2 separate regions of the Mus musculus genome follow, and region 1 is linked to region 2. A link is a contact called in public HiChIP or PLAC-seq data. All regions are on one chromosome and are shown on one strand. The core of a region is the stretch at or near the end of the contact, and the rest is flanking DNA. Distances in the headings are between cores, read along the strand shown. Region 1 has its middle 38 kb from the start of Fam122b. Region 2 has its middle 16 kb from the start of Hprt.

Evidence for each region. HiChIP or PLAC-seq counts read pairs in DNA pulled down with a chosen protein or histone mark.
Region 1: an HNF4G HiChIP or PLAC-seq map of pancreatic cancer cells shows a contact between it and region 2. The contact joins two enhancer-like sites. A contact is called at or near these places in 12 of 39 promoter capture datasets (the C10 cell line, HPC-7-derived erythroid cells, cranial neural crest and 8 more), 5 of 115 datasets of contacts at active chromatin or transcription factors (embryonic forebrain, embryonic hindbrain, embryonic stem cells and 2 more) and 1 of 9 other capture datasets (adipose tissue).

The regions. Positions count from the first base shown.
Region 1 is chrX:53,228,863-53,234,989 of GRCm38.p6, reverse strand. It overlaps a transcript of Plac1 not described here. Among named protein-coding and RNA genes, the nearest start is that of Fam122b, 38 kb to the left of the region's middle. Within about 2 kb of position 2,784, at least 34 of the 459 cell types and tissues checked have an H3K27ac peak or open chromatin away from gene starts, as enhancers often do. A contact at or near this core is called in pancreatic cancer cells, where this site is marked.
Region 2 is chrX:52,968,608-52,974,746 of GRCm38.p6, reverse strand. No RefSeq gene overlaps it. Among named protein-coding and RNA genes, the nearest start is that of Hprt, 16 kb to the left of the region's middle. Within about 2 kb of position 3,201, at least 64 of the 459 cell types and tissues checked have an H3K27ac peak or open chromatin away from gene starts, as enhancers often do. A contact at or near this core is called in pancreatic cancer cells, where this site is marked.

The DNA.
Region 1 (6,127 bases), core at 1,535-4,034, 260 kb before region 2:
CTGTGTCATTTAAGTGTTAGGATTAAAGGTGTGGACTCCCATGCTCACCCTTTAGAATTTTTTTAACTTGGTTTGTTATTTTTATACAGCCTTCGATAGCCTTATACTCACACCCTTCCCGCATCTACCTCCTGACTGCTGGCCTTAAGGGTGTACACAACCACACCCAGTTAACCTTGTTTTTTTGGTTTCTTACCACTAGAAATCCTTGATGCAGTTGTTTTTATAACGTGTTTTCGATGTGTAGAATAAGGCCTTCTTTATATGTTGATTTTTGCCTCAGAAGTTGAATGAGTCACTTGATTTTATAAGCCTGGAAAAACAGGCTTTCTCTAAAATAGTCATTGTAAAAGAAGCCCCTTGCTAACAGATCCTATTGTTGCTAACACAGTAATTATAAATTATAATTATAAATTGACCCAATAAAACATTACTTTGTCCTTTTTGCCAGCTTAAAAGGCATTACAGAACAACTGAATGCTTAGGCAGAATGGAGCAGCTTGACTTTTGCCACAGTTCTGTTTTCTTCCTATTTTTATAGATGGTTTAGAGTTTTGATGAAATATATAAAGAAGCATGCTGATTAGCAGAGATTTATTACAGTAAATTGTGGGGTGTGTGTGTGTGTGTGTGTGTGTGTGTGTGTGTAAACTCTTTGATAGATGTGAACTTAGGATAACTACGAACTTGAGTTTAGATTTTGGGGAGTAATCTTTCTATAAGGTACTGAGAAAGTACTGGGTGCCACTTGGAGACTGTGTGAAAAGGGGGGAAATGTGTACAGTGAAAATAAAAATTGCTGGACTTATACCAGGTGGAAACCGCTCTGTCTGTGGCCTTTGCTGCAAAATCAAGCATATTTTCTATATGCTGCATTAATTTGTTGTATGAAAGCACTTCAGTACTGAGAATATGTTTGAAAGGAACTCATTGCCATCCAGGATATTGAAGTTTTATGGGTTAGCACCCTACTGTGATGAGCTAAAAGGCCCGAGTGAGGATCCAGAGTCTCGAATCCAGTCCTGGAAAGCCCTGTTTCAATTACCTGCAGATGTCAGTGTGGGTCTGAGTGTGATTCAACAGCATGTTCCAGGATGTGGTCAGACGGTTGAAGCCCAGTTGTGAACCAGTTGCTTATTAAACAAACACCAGTTCCTTGTGGATGAGAAATATGAGCTGCAAGGACCCTTATATGCCTGAAATCAATCAACCTTTCCCTCTCCCTCTCCCTCCCCTCTCCCTCTCCCCTCCCTCCCTCTCCCTTCCCTCCCTCCCCCCACACTCGCTTACTTTCCTTCTCTGTCTCTCTGTCTCTCTCTCTCTGTCTCTCTCTCTCAAAAGTTAAACAGGAATGGAAACTCTAGTTACACAATTCACAAATAATGTCCTCTTGTTCCCACCCCTGATGCTTTGACCAGTCTTTCTTTGATTAGTTGTAGTGCTAGACAAGTAGATTTAATGTCTCTGGGTTTATTAAACTTGACTCCAAACCAGATGGCCAGCCCAATGTTGCATTATGAGCCGGGTTGGTTTACTTTCTGCTGGTAAAACATGTTTAAGCACAAAGCTGAAAATTCAAATCCTCACTGTAAAAGAATATCAGTGTTGCCAACGCTTGTGGCTCGTCTTTTCTGTCCTGCAGGATTCTCCATTCTATCCATCTTTGAGACCTGTGTGGCCAGAGCATGTATTTAGCTAGGAAACTGTCAGATACACTTACATCAAAAGAACCATTCATTTCCAGGCTGTGACACAAATCTACCATCTGCTTTATAAGCTCATAAGCTTTCTCTTAATTATAATTATATATAATATACACACATATATATGAGTGTGTGTGCATATATATGTACATAAGTTGTCACTATCTTATGTTTACCTAACAACAAAATCTGTTTGGTAGAAGGTGGAAGGGTTTCTTTTTTTTTTTAATCAACTTATTGATTTTTCCATTTCTTTTTCATTTTTCCTTTACTGCATTTTGATTTATAATTTAGTCAGTTAGTTTTGAAACAGTCTCTCACTCTGTAGCTCAGGACGACAGTATCAAAAACCGATGTAGTCCAGGTTGCCCTTGAAGATCACTCATGAAGGTCACCCTGCCTGCAGGCTGGGGTCACAGGTGTGAAGCAGGAAGCCTTCCTCCTTTCCTTTCTTCTATTTTTTTTTCTTTCTTTTATATTTGTAAAAGAAGTTTCTTCATCTACTGATTTTCTTCCAGCACACCAAAAGCTATGTTGCCGGCCCAAGCAATCTGCCTTTTATAGAATTTTCATCTAAATTGTCCAGTCAGGGTTCATTTGGGGAGTTATTTTTATAACTTTGATTATTTTGTACATAGCTGAACGCTCTCTTAAATCTGTTTTTCTTTTATAAGCAAACTGTACAAATCACTGTGAAAAACTACCTTGACCTTGCAGCTATAAAAAAAAAATCACAAAGTATCCAACATCCCACAAGTGTTCAATGCAAATTTCCCCCGATGTTGGTTTTATTTTTTTTATTATTCTCCAGTGTTCTTAATGTCACTTATGGGTTTGAATATTGAATTTACACTTTAAGAACATTTATTTGGTCAGGGACTGCTGGTCTTTTAGTTGCATGTGAGAAATCAAGGATCTTATCCCACATTGTCAGCATTTCTTTTATTTTCACAAAGCCGAAGAAGCTGTATATTCCGAAGTCACCATGTGCTTAGCTTTGTAATCAGCACAGCGATGTGTGTGTACTGAAAGCTAGCGGCAGGGAGGCAAAAGGCAGGAAAAGCCGCTGCCTTCCCTATCAGTTAGCTCTCGCCATCCGGCGCTCTGGAAGGCTGCCGTGGACATTCTGTGTGCATTTTGAGAAGGGAACTAGTGCTGCCCTGTCAGCTTTCTTCATCTAACACCCACGTCTAATTTGCTCCAGGTTTCTGGCATGGTATTGTCCTGGTGGGAGTGACCGGTGTTCCATTACGATCTGCAGCAATTGTGGGGGTCTCTAGAAAGAAGCAACAGAGACGCTGTTAACCCATCCCCTGTTCCTTCAAAAAGGGAGAAACAGGGAAAGGGGGAGGAATTTCCAAGCCGTCCTGAGAGAGTCTGAAGAAAGGACTCTGGTAGGGCAACGTAGTTCTCTTCCTTTGACTAGGGATGTCCCGTGCCTTTGCGTTTGCAGGTTTTCTCTCAGTCACTCCACAGCCTCAGTTCTCCACACAGCTTCCAAAGAAAGGACAGACTACTTTCTCAGAGTTAGATGTCCCCCCATAGTGGTGCAAGAGCAGAGCTAACTGGGGTGCGGAGACACATTTTACTGGATCACTGGCGCCGTTCATGGATAATGTAAACATTTACTCGTGGCGCTTTTCCTGTAACGTCAGTCATATAGGCGAGAATTAGTCACTTAAATGGGAAGATTGAGACTCCGTTTTGTATGTTTGTTTTTAAAGGTTTATTCTTTTTTTTTTAATTCTTGAGAAAGAGTTTAGGACATTTTTATGTTTATATTTACCTGTATGTATGTGTGTGCACAACACCATGTGTGTGCACCACACCATGTGTGTGCCTGGTGACTGCAGAGGTCAGAGGAAGGCATTAGATCCTGCGGATAAAAAAGAAAATCAGTTTTATTTTTTCTTTATGGTGTATATATATATATATATATATATATATATATATATATATATATATGTGTGTGTGTGTGTGTGTGTGTGTGTGTGTATACATATATATATGTGAAACGTTTTTTGTTAGTCTTTCATGTGTTTGTCGCTATCTAGGCTGCTTTCATATCTTACCTCTGCTGAATAGGACAGCAATAACCCATATTCATGAGCAGATAGTCAATGGAGAGGTGAGCTCACAAGAAGGTTGGCTGAAGAGCAGAAGACTAGACCATGAAAATGGAGGAAAGATAGGAGGAAAGCTTCTAGCAAATATATTGCCTTATTTAACCAGCACTTCTTTAGCATTTGTGACGTTAAAGAGTCACGGGGTGGGAGGAACAGACCAGAGAAAAGACATTTTTGGAGGGTGATGATTGAAGAAGGATGCTGCGGAAGTCTTAGTCACATTAATTTTGCAGACTAGAAAGATCCTGCAAGACCAAGAAAGGAAAGTGGCATTTATTCTAAAACTTTGGTGGTATCCTAAGGCTCTGGTGACTAGAAGGGTAGGAGAGTCCCTGTGTAATGGCTCTTACTGCTGTTGGATAAAAAGATAGCTGTCTTCCTGAGATCAGTAATCTATGACATAAGAAAGAAGTCAGGGAACCCTACCAAGCAATGTTGTTTAGTAGAATTTTCTGTGGTGATAATAGTGTGCTAAGTTTATGATATCCCATTCAGTAGCCAGGGTTATTGAAAACTTGAAATGTGGCTAACACAATAACAAAACTGAACTTATACATCAGATTCATTTTAATTTCATTCCACTTAAATAGCCACATAAATTTACCATGTAGGATAAATAAGAGAAAGGATAAAAATGGAAGAAAGTAGGAACGGAGAGATTCTAGCGCAGACTGGGAAGAAACAATATTCAGGAAAAAAATCATCTGAGACCAGCAAGACCAGTGGGCAAAGCACTTGCAGTGGAAGTCTCATGACGTGACTTAGGTCCCTAGAACTTACATAAAGGTAGGACAGAACAGACCCTATTAAATGTTCCTCTGACCTCCGCACAGAGACCATGACACATGCATTTTCTTCCAACCATACACAAGCAATACAATGTAAAAAAACATCTTTACCTGATGGGATGTGTTCAAAGACTGCTCATTGTTGGGGGGCGGGGATCCTGACCACAGTTTCAAATTTTCATCAATCTAATTGTCAAGTTCTGAGGAAGACGACTGAGTTGGGGCTGAGGAGGAAAATTAGGCTATTCACAATATGAAGAATGACAGGACAGTGATGGAAATAAATGTTAAGTTGGCAGCATGAGCTGGTGGTTGAAATGGCCCAACATGACTCAAATGTACATGAGGCCAATTGGGTGCTTATTCCAGAGAAAGTTTCTTATGAAATAAGAAAAAAAAATAAAGGATATATAAAGGGGGGTTGTTGTGTAGTTTAATCCTAGAAAGTTTTCCTCAAGTGTATTCCAAGAGCTGCGTTTTATAATTAAACATGTCCTAGCTAATTTTGTTTATTTCTGGTAAATCTAATCCTTGACGGGGTCAAGGTAAGGTGACCTGGCAGATTCCATTGCTTGCTCACCTCTTATTATCAAAGCTTTAGGGCTGCTCACCACCTATCTCTGATGATGGGACTAGAGCTGCTAAGGGTTTCCACATAGACACAAGAAGTACAGTATTGTAGTATAGTGTAGTGCAAATCCATTCCTATTTAAAAAGTATCCTTTGTAGATGTTCTTGGGATGGGAGACAAGGTCAAGAGAAACTTTTTAACAAAATGGATACTTTGGTACAGAAGAAGAAAAATAAAGTGATGAGCATATAGAAACTGATTAGATAGAATTTTCTGTGTTTCTAAAAATTATGAACTTTAAAGGAGGTCTTCTTGAAGCCTAGGAATTATACAGAAGTTTAAAACACTTTCTTTTTTTAAAGCAGAAACATTTCTTCAGTCTTTCTCTTGTTTTCTCTACATAGTGTCATACACGTGCTAGGCAAGTATACTGTCAATGACTACATCCCCAGCCCTCTTCTGATCTTGGGACAGGGTCTCACTAAACTGACTTGTACAGTTTAATTCATTCTTGAATTCATTCTGTGTTGTCCATGTGGGCCATGAGTTTCAGTCCTCCTGTCTCACCCTCTTGAGTATCTGAAATTTATGTTCATACCACTAAGCCTGACTCAGTTTCATATTTTTAAATAGAGGAAAAAGTCTTTTAATTAGGCTTTCCTGTTAGGCTTTGCTTCTCATTTTCTTTGTGTCCTCATACTTTTGGAAGTGGCAAAAATGTGTCAAAAGCCCATTATGAGTAATCCTTATTAGAACATTTCCTCCAATATGAGATTAAAACTGAGCACACATCTCATTTATTATAGCCTGGTGGTCAGAACAGAGCATCATGGTCTCTCCATTCTTTATCATCCCAGCCAAGGCTTTAAGCGAAATAAAACAAATGTTGGCTCCTTAACTTGCCAATATCAGACCTAAGTCATTTCCTTTCTTGCCAGT
Region 2 (6,139 bases), core at 1,952-4,451:
GTGTGACTTGTTCCTTGGTTGGTATGTTATTAAAGTAATCTGACTGACTTGTGGGTGGGGTGCTCTTAAAGAAAAGGTTACTTGTGTTCTTGTTATGTAGTTCAAGATAGCCTAAAATTTGAGATCCTTTAATCTTTGGTTTCTTCATACTGGGATTATTGACATGTGCAACCATGGACTCTTTCTTAAGAAATATTTATTTTATGTATATGAGTACATTGTAGCTGTCTTCAGACATAGCAGAAGAGGGCATCTGATCACTTTACAAGATGGTTGTGAGCCACCATGTGGTTGGTGAAAATTGAACTCAGGACCTCTGAAAAAACAGTCATTGTTCCTACCCCTGAGCCATCTCTCTAGGCCAACCATGAACATTTTAAATATTACATTGTTTGCTTTTCACTTGTAAAAATAATTGTAACTACATTTATTTGTTTATACATTTATTTGTGTGTTTATTTTTTAAAGATTTATTTATTGTATATACAAGTACACTGTAGCTGTCTTCAGATACACCAAAAGAGGGCATCAGATCCCATTACAGATGGTTATGAAAAGTCATGAGATTGCTGGGAATTGAACTCAGGACCTCTGGAAGAGCAGTCAGTTTAATCACTGAGCCATCTCTCCAGCCCCCTCGTTTGTTTATCTATGTGTGCACATGTATGTATCTGTACATGTGTGTACCGTGGCCTGCTTATGGAAGTCAGAGGACAGTTTGCAGAACTTGGTTCTTTCCTTCCACCTGGGTCCCAAACTCAAGTCGTGAGGCCTGGCATCAGGCAGCTTTACCCTCTAAACAGTGTTTCTGATCTCCAAAGTACATCTTTAAAAAATTTCACTGTTTTAGGCTGGTTTGGACTTGAGCATCTAGCTAAGGTTGGCCTCAACCTTGTGCTAATAGTCCTGCCTTAGGCTTCCCAAATGCTGGGATTACAATGTGGTCCACTGTTGCCACAATTCATCATGGAGGGGAGTCAGAGCAGAACTCGAGGTAGGAACCTGATCATTGGCTTGCTCTCTTTTGGTTGTTGTTTGTTTTGTTTTAGGATTTGTTTGCTTTAGAAAACACTATCACACTATCTTTTTGGAAACTTTTTAATTTTTTAAATGTGCATGCGTGTTTTGACTGCCTACATGTCTTTGTACCACATGTATATAATATCCATCAAGGCCAGAAGAGGATATTGAACCCTTGCAACTGGAGTTACAGGTGGCTATGAGCTATCATGTACTGGAATTAGAACCCAGGTCCTCTGGAAGTACAGCCAGTACTTTTAACCACCCAGCCTTCTCTTCAGCCCCAATGTTAGCTTTCTTTACTTTCTTTTTTCTTTTTCTTTTTTCTTTTTTGCTTCTTCTTTTTCTTTTCTTTCTTTCTTTTTTTTTTGTTTTTTGTTTTTTGTTTTTTTTTTTTTTGTTTTTTTTTTTTGAGACAGGGTTTCTCTGTGTAGCCCTGGCTGTCCTGGAACTCACTCTGTAGACCAGGCTGGCCTTGAACTCAGAAATCTGCCTGCCTCTGCCTCCCAAGTGCTGGGATTAAAGGCGTGTGCTACCAACGCCCAGCTCTTTTTTTTTTTTTTTTTTTTTTTTTTGAGACAGGTTTTAACTATGTATCTCTGCTGTCCTGCAACTCACTATATGTAGACCAGGCTAGTGTCAAACTCACAGACATCTGCCTGCCCCTGCGATTTGACTGCTGGGATTAAAGGCATATGCCACCATGTCTAGCCAATGCTAGCTTTCCTTTATACCCCATGTCCCACCTGTCCAAGAATGGTACTGCCCAAAGTAGGCTGGTCCCTCCCACTTTAATTAGTAATTCCTCACAATCATGGCCACAGACCAAATAGATTGAGTCAGTTCTTCATTTCACAATCCCTACTCTCAAGTGACTCTATATGGTGTCAGGTTGACATTAAACATGAAACAGGATATCCAACATACCCCCCCTCTCTGTGTGTGTGTGTGTGTGTGTTTGTGTGTATGTGTGTGGTTTTAAGACAGGGTTTCTCTGTATAGCCTTGGCTGTCCTGGAACTCACTTGTAAAACAGGCTTGCCTCAAATGCACAGAGATCCACTTGTTGGGAGAGATTTGAGTGCCAGAATTAAAAGTGTGCATTGCCACTACCAACCTAAATTGTGTTTTGAAAGAGGATCATACACTTTAGCCCATGCTGTCCTGGAACTCACAATGGAGCCCAAGCCTGTCTAGCAGTCATAGCACTCTTCCTGCCTCGCCTCCCAAATACTGGGATTGTAGGAATAAACCACCATGCCTGGAAAAGCCCATATAAGGCATCTGGGGAGATGCTTGGGATGGGACCCAGGGCCTTGAAGATGCTAGGGAAACACTCTACCACAGACTCAGCAACAAATTCTGGCTTAAAGACAACATCTGGGAGAAAAAGAAAGAAAAAATCCTGAGAGAGCTCTAATAATAGTGTGAGTCACAGGAGGGGAAAATAGCATCAACCCTACTGTGAAGCAGGAGCCAAGGCCACTCAGATGTGGTTTCTCAGTTAAATAGTCTTTCTCAGGATTGCTCCTCTTTCTAGAGTTTGCTGTCCCTAGGTTTTACCTTCTTCAGAGTCTCTGGAGAAAAATTGCTGTTTTGGCTAGTATATTCAACTTTGTGAAAGATTTAAAAATCACAGAAAAGTTGTTTTTTTAAAAAAAGTGCTCCCTTTGTTCCTAAACCCTGGATATGTGTTTTCTAAGGACAGTATTCTTTTATAAATTTCTTACATTTCTCATTCCCTCCCTTCCTTTATCCCCACCCCCGTGTGTGTGTTCTACAAATTGAGTTCCAGGTCAGCCAGGGGTGTTTACACAGAGAAACTCTGTTTCAAAAAAACAAGAGAAGATGGCCCTGCCCCTTGCCACTTGTAGCATCCAGGAGAGCAGGCCCTGAGCCTTGCCTAGGCAGAACAAAAGAGCTGACCCTGGTTGGGGGAGCACAGATTGGATGGTCCTGTGGTCCCTTGGGTATGAGCATGGGACAGCTGGCTTCTAGATGATGAGAGATGAAGAGCTGGCCTTGTCCCTCACTGTTGGGAGAGCCAGCCTCACACCTCCCCTGGACAATACAGTGGAGAAGTCTCTGATCTCGAAGTCATGAGTGAACCAGCCCCAAGGGTGTGAGAGGAAGAGAGCTGACCCACCCACTTGCTGGCTCCAGTCCCAAGGGAGGAGAGCAGAACTAACCCTGCCTACTGCTTATTGTGGCATTTGGTAGCCTAGCAAGAACAGTGCCAGAGTTAGCTCTGGTGGTACAGATAAGAGAGAGGCAGCGGGCTGCCCAGCTCAGTTATCACCCTGGCTCAGATCCAGGCATTTGAGATGGCCCAGCCCAAAATCTACAACAGTTGTGAACTATTGGGGCACTTCAAAGGGCCAGTGCTGCTGATTCAAAGCTGCAGGATCTCCATGACATAGGGCAACAACAGGAGAACCCAGAGGAGTCCTGGTAAGGATCCAACACTGATGGTGTCACAGAAGCCAGAGATCTCAAACCAGACCAATGACTCATTGCAGTGAACATTAGCTAGTGAAGATGTGTGGACAGAGGGGTATGCTGTGGGACACAGTGTACAGCTTCCAGAACAAGATGCTCTCTCTCTCTCTCTCTCTCTCTCTCTCTCTCTCTCTGTGTGTGTGTGTGTGTGTTTTATTTTCTAAGAGGAGGTTCAAGGGCAGAGGACAGATATGAAGAGACAGGAAGATGAATGGGACTGGGGTGCATGATGTGAAACTTGCAAAGAATCAATAAGAGTTTTGTTTTTTTTTTTTTAAAGAAACTCACTCCCACAAAAAAACAAACTGCAAGACAGAGCATGAGAGTAAGACACACGCGCGTGCGCGCGCACACACACACAAAGAGAAACAGAGAGAAAGAAGAGATTGTGAGAGCACAGGACACATAGAGAGAGACACAATGGAGACTATCACACTGCATGTATGGAGCCCAGAGGACAACTACTGGGAATAAGGTTTCTCCTTCTACTATATAGGTTTTAAGAAATAATCTCAGCCGGGCTTGGTGGCACACGCCTTTAATCCCAGCACTTGGGAGGCAGAGGCAGGTGGATTTTTGAGTTCGAGGCCAGCCTGGTCTACAAAGTGAGTTCCAGGACAGACAGGGTTACACACAGAAACCCTGTCTCAAAAAACCAAAACCAAAACCAAAACCAAAAAAGAAAAAGAAAAAGAAACAATCTCAGATCGTCAGGCTTGGCAGCAAGCCCTTTACCTGCTGAACCATCTCCCTAAACACAGTATGTTTTCTTTTTGCAGTGCTAACGATGGATCCTAGGGCTTTTCCATGCTAGGCAAGAGTTCTACTACTGAGTTATAGCCCTAGACCAAGGATATTCTCTTACGTAATTACAGGACAATGATTACAATCAAGAAATTAACATAGGGGCTGGAGAGATGGCTCAGCAGTTAAGAGCACTGATTGCTTTCCCAGAGGTCCTGAGTTCAATTCCCATGAACATGGTGGCTCATAACTATCTCTAAGGGGATCTGATACCCTCTTCTCATGTGTCTAAAGACAGTGACAGTGTATTCATATAAAATAAATAATTTCTTTTAAAAAAGAAATTAACATTGACATACTATGTGGTGTGTTCATTCCATATTTACCTTCCACCTATACTTTTTTTTTTTTTTTTTTTTTTTTGGTTTTTCAAGACAAGGTTTCTCTGCAGCCCTGGCTTTCCTGGAACTCACTCTGTAGACCAGGCTGGCCTCGAACTCAGAAATTCGCCTGTCTCTGCCTCCCAAGTGCTGGGATTAAAGGCATGCGCCACCACTCCCAGCCCACCTATACTTTCTAAAATGTCCTTATAGCGAAAGGTTATTTTCTAGTTGGGGTGTAGTTCCGAGTTGAGCATTCCTTTGAGTTATGCTGTCCCTTTGTCACTATTTATTTCAAACAGATCCTAAGCCTCTCTCAGTTTTTCAAGTCTTTTTTGAGGTGTTCAGGCCAGTGATCATATAGAACAAACTTCAATTTGTGGGTTTCTGCTATTTCTTTGTGATTTGAAATGGTCTGCTTGAAATACCAAAATAGCAACTATGAAAGCTGAAAAGTATTCAAATGTCTCATGAGACAATGTATGATACAGCTACATAATTGATTATTAGATAGTCGGTAAGAATAAGAGTTTATATTAGCCGGGCGTGGTGGCACACGCCTTTAATCCCAGCACTTGGGAAGCAGAGGCAGGCGGATTTCTGAGTTCGAGACCAGCCTGGTCTACAGAGTGAGTTCCAGGACAGCCAGGGCTACACAGAGAAACCCTGTCTCAAAAAACAAAAAACAAACAAACAAAAAACAAACAAACAAACAAAGAGTTTATATTATGACCTAGGAAAAGATTGCAATTTCTAAGTGGAAAAAAGCTTAATAGGTATAAGAGAACATTTGTATAAAAGTTGTAGCATAAGGTGGCCTGGAACTCACTATGTGCACCAGGCTGGCCTTGAACTCACAGAGCTCAAGGAGGCAGAGAGCAGGAGAAACATAATACTGCCCAGATTCTAACTTCGAACATTCAAATTCAGTACCTGGCTTTTTGGATCATAAAACCTTTCTTTTTTTTTTTCTCTTTATTTCATTTTTTAAAAAAGACTTATTTATTTTAATTATATGAGCACACTGTAGCTATCTTCTGATAGATGAGAAGAGGGCATCAAATCCCATTACAGATGGTTGTGAGCCACCATGTGGTTGCTGGGAATTGAACTCAGGACTCCTGGAAGAGTAGTCAGTGCTCTTAACCATCAAGCCATCTCTCCAACCCCATAAAACCTTATTTATTTAACTTTACTGTTATTGTTTCTTTACCAGGTTATTGTCTGGGTACTTCCTTTATGGGCTGAAGGAAGAACAGAAGATGTTTGGTTGCTAAGATGTGTACCACAGGTAGTTCTGTTTTGATTGACAAGCGTATTGGATTATGTAAGCTTTTGCTTTCAGTACATGTCTGTTCCCATGATGCACACCCAATTATGCATAGGTACAAGCTGGTAAAAAAGAGTTTTTCCCTAAAGTTCACTCTAAGACAGTTTACCTTACTATGTGTGTACCCCCAAAACAGTTCAGATAACTTCCCTTCTGGCCTGTCGATC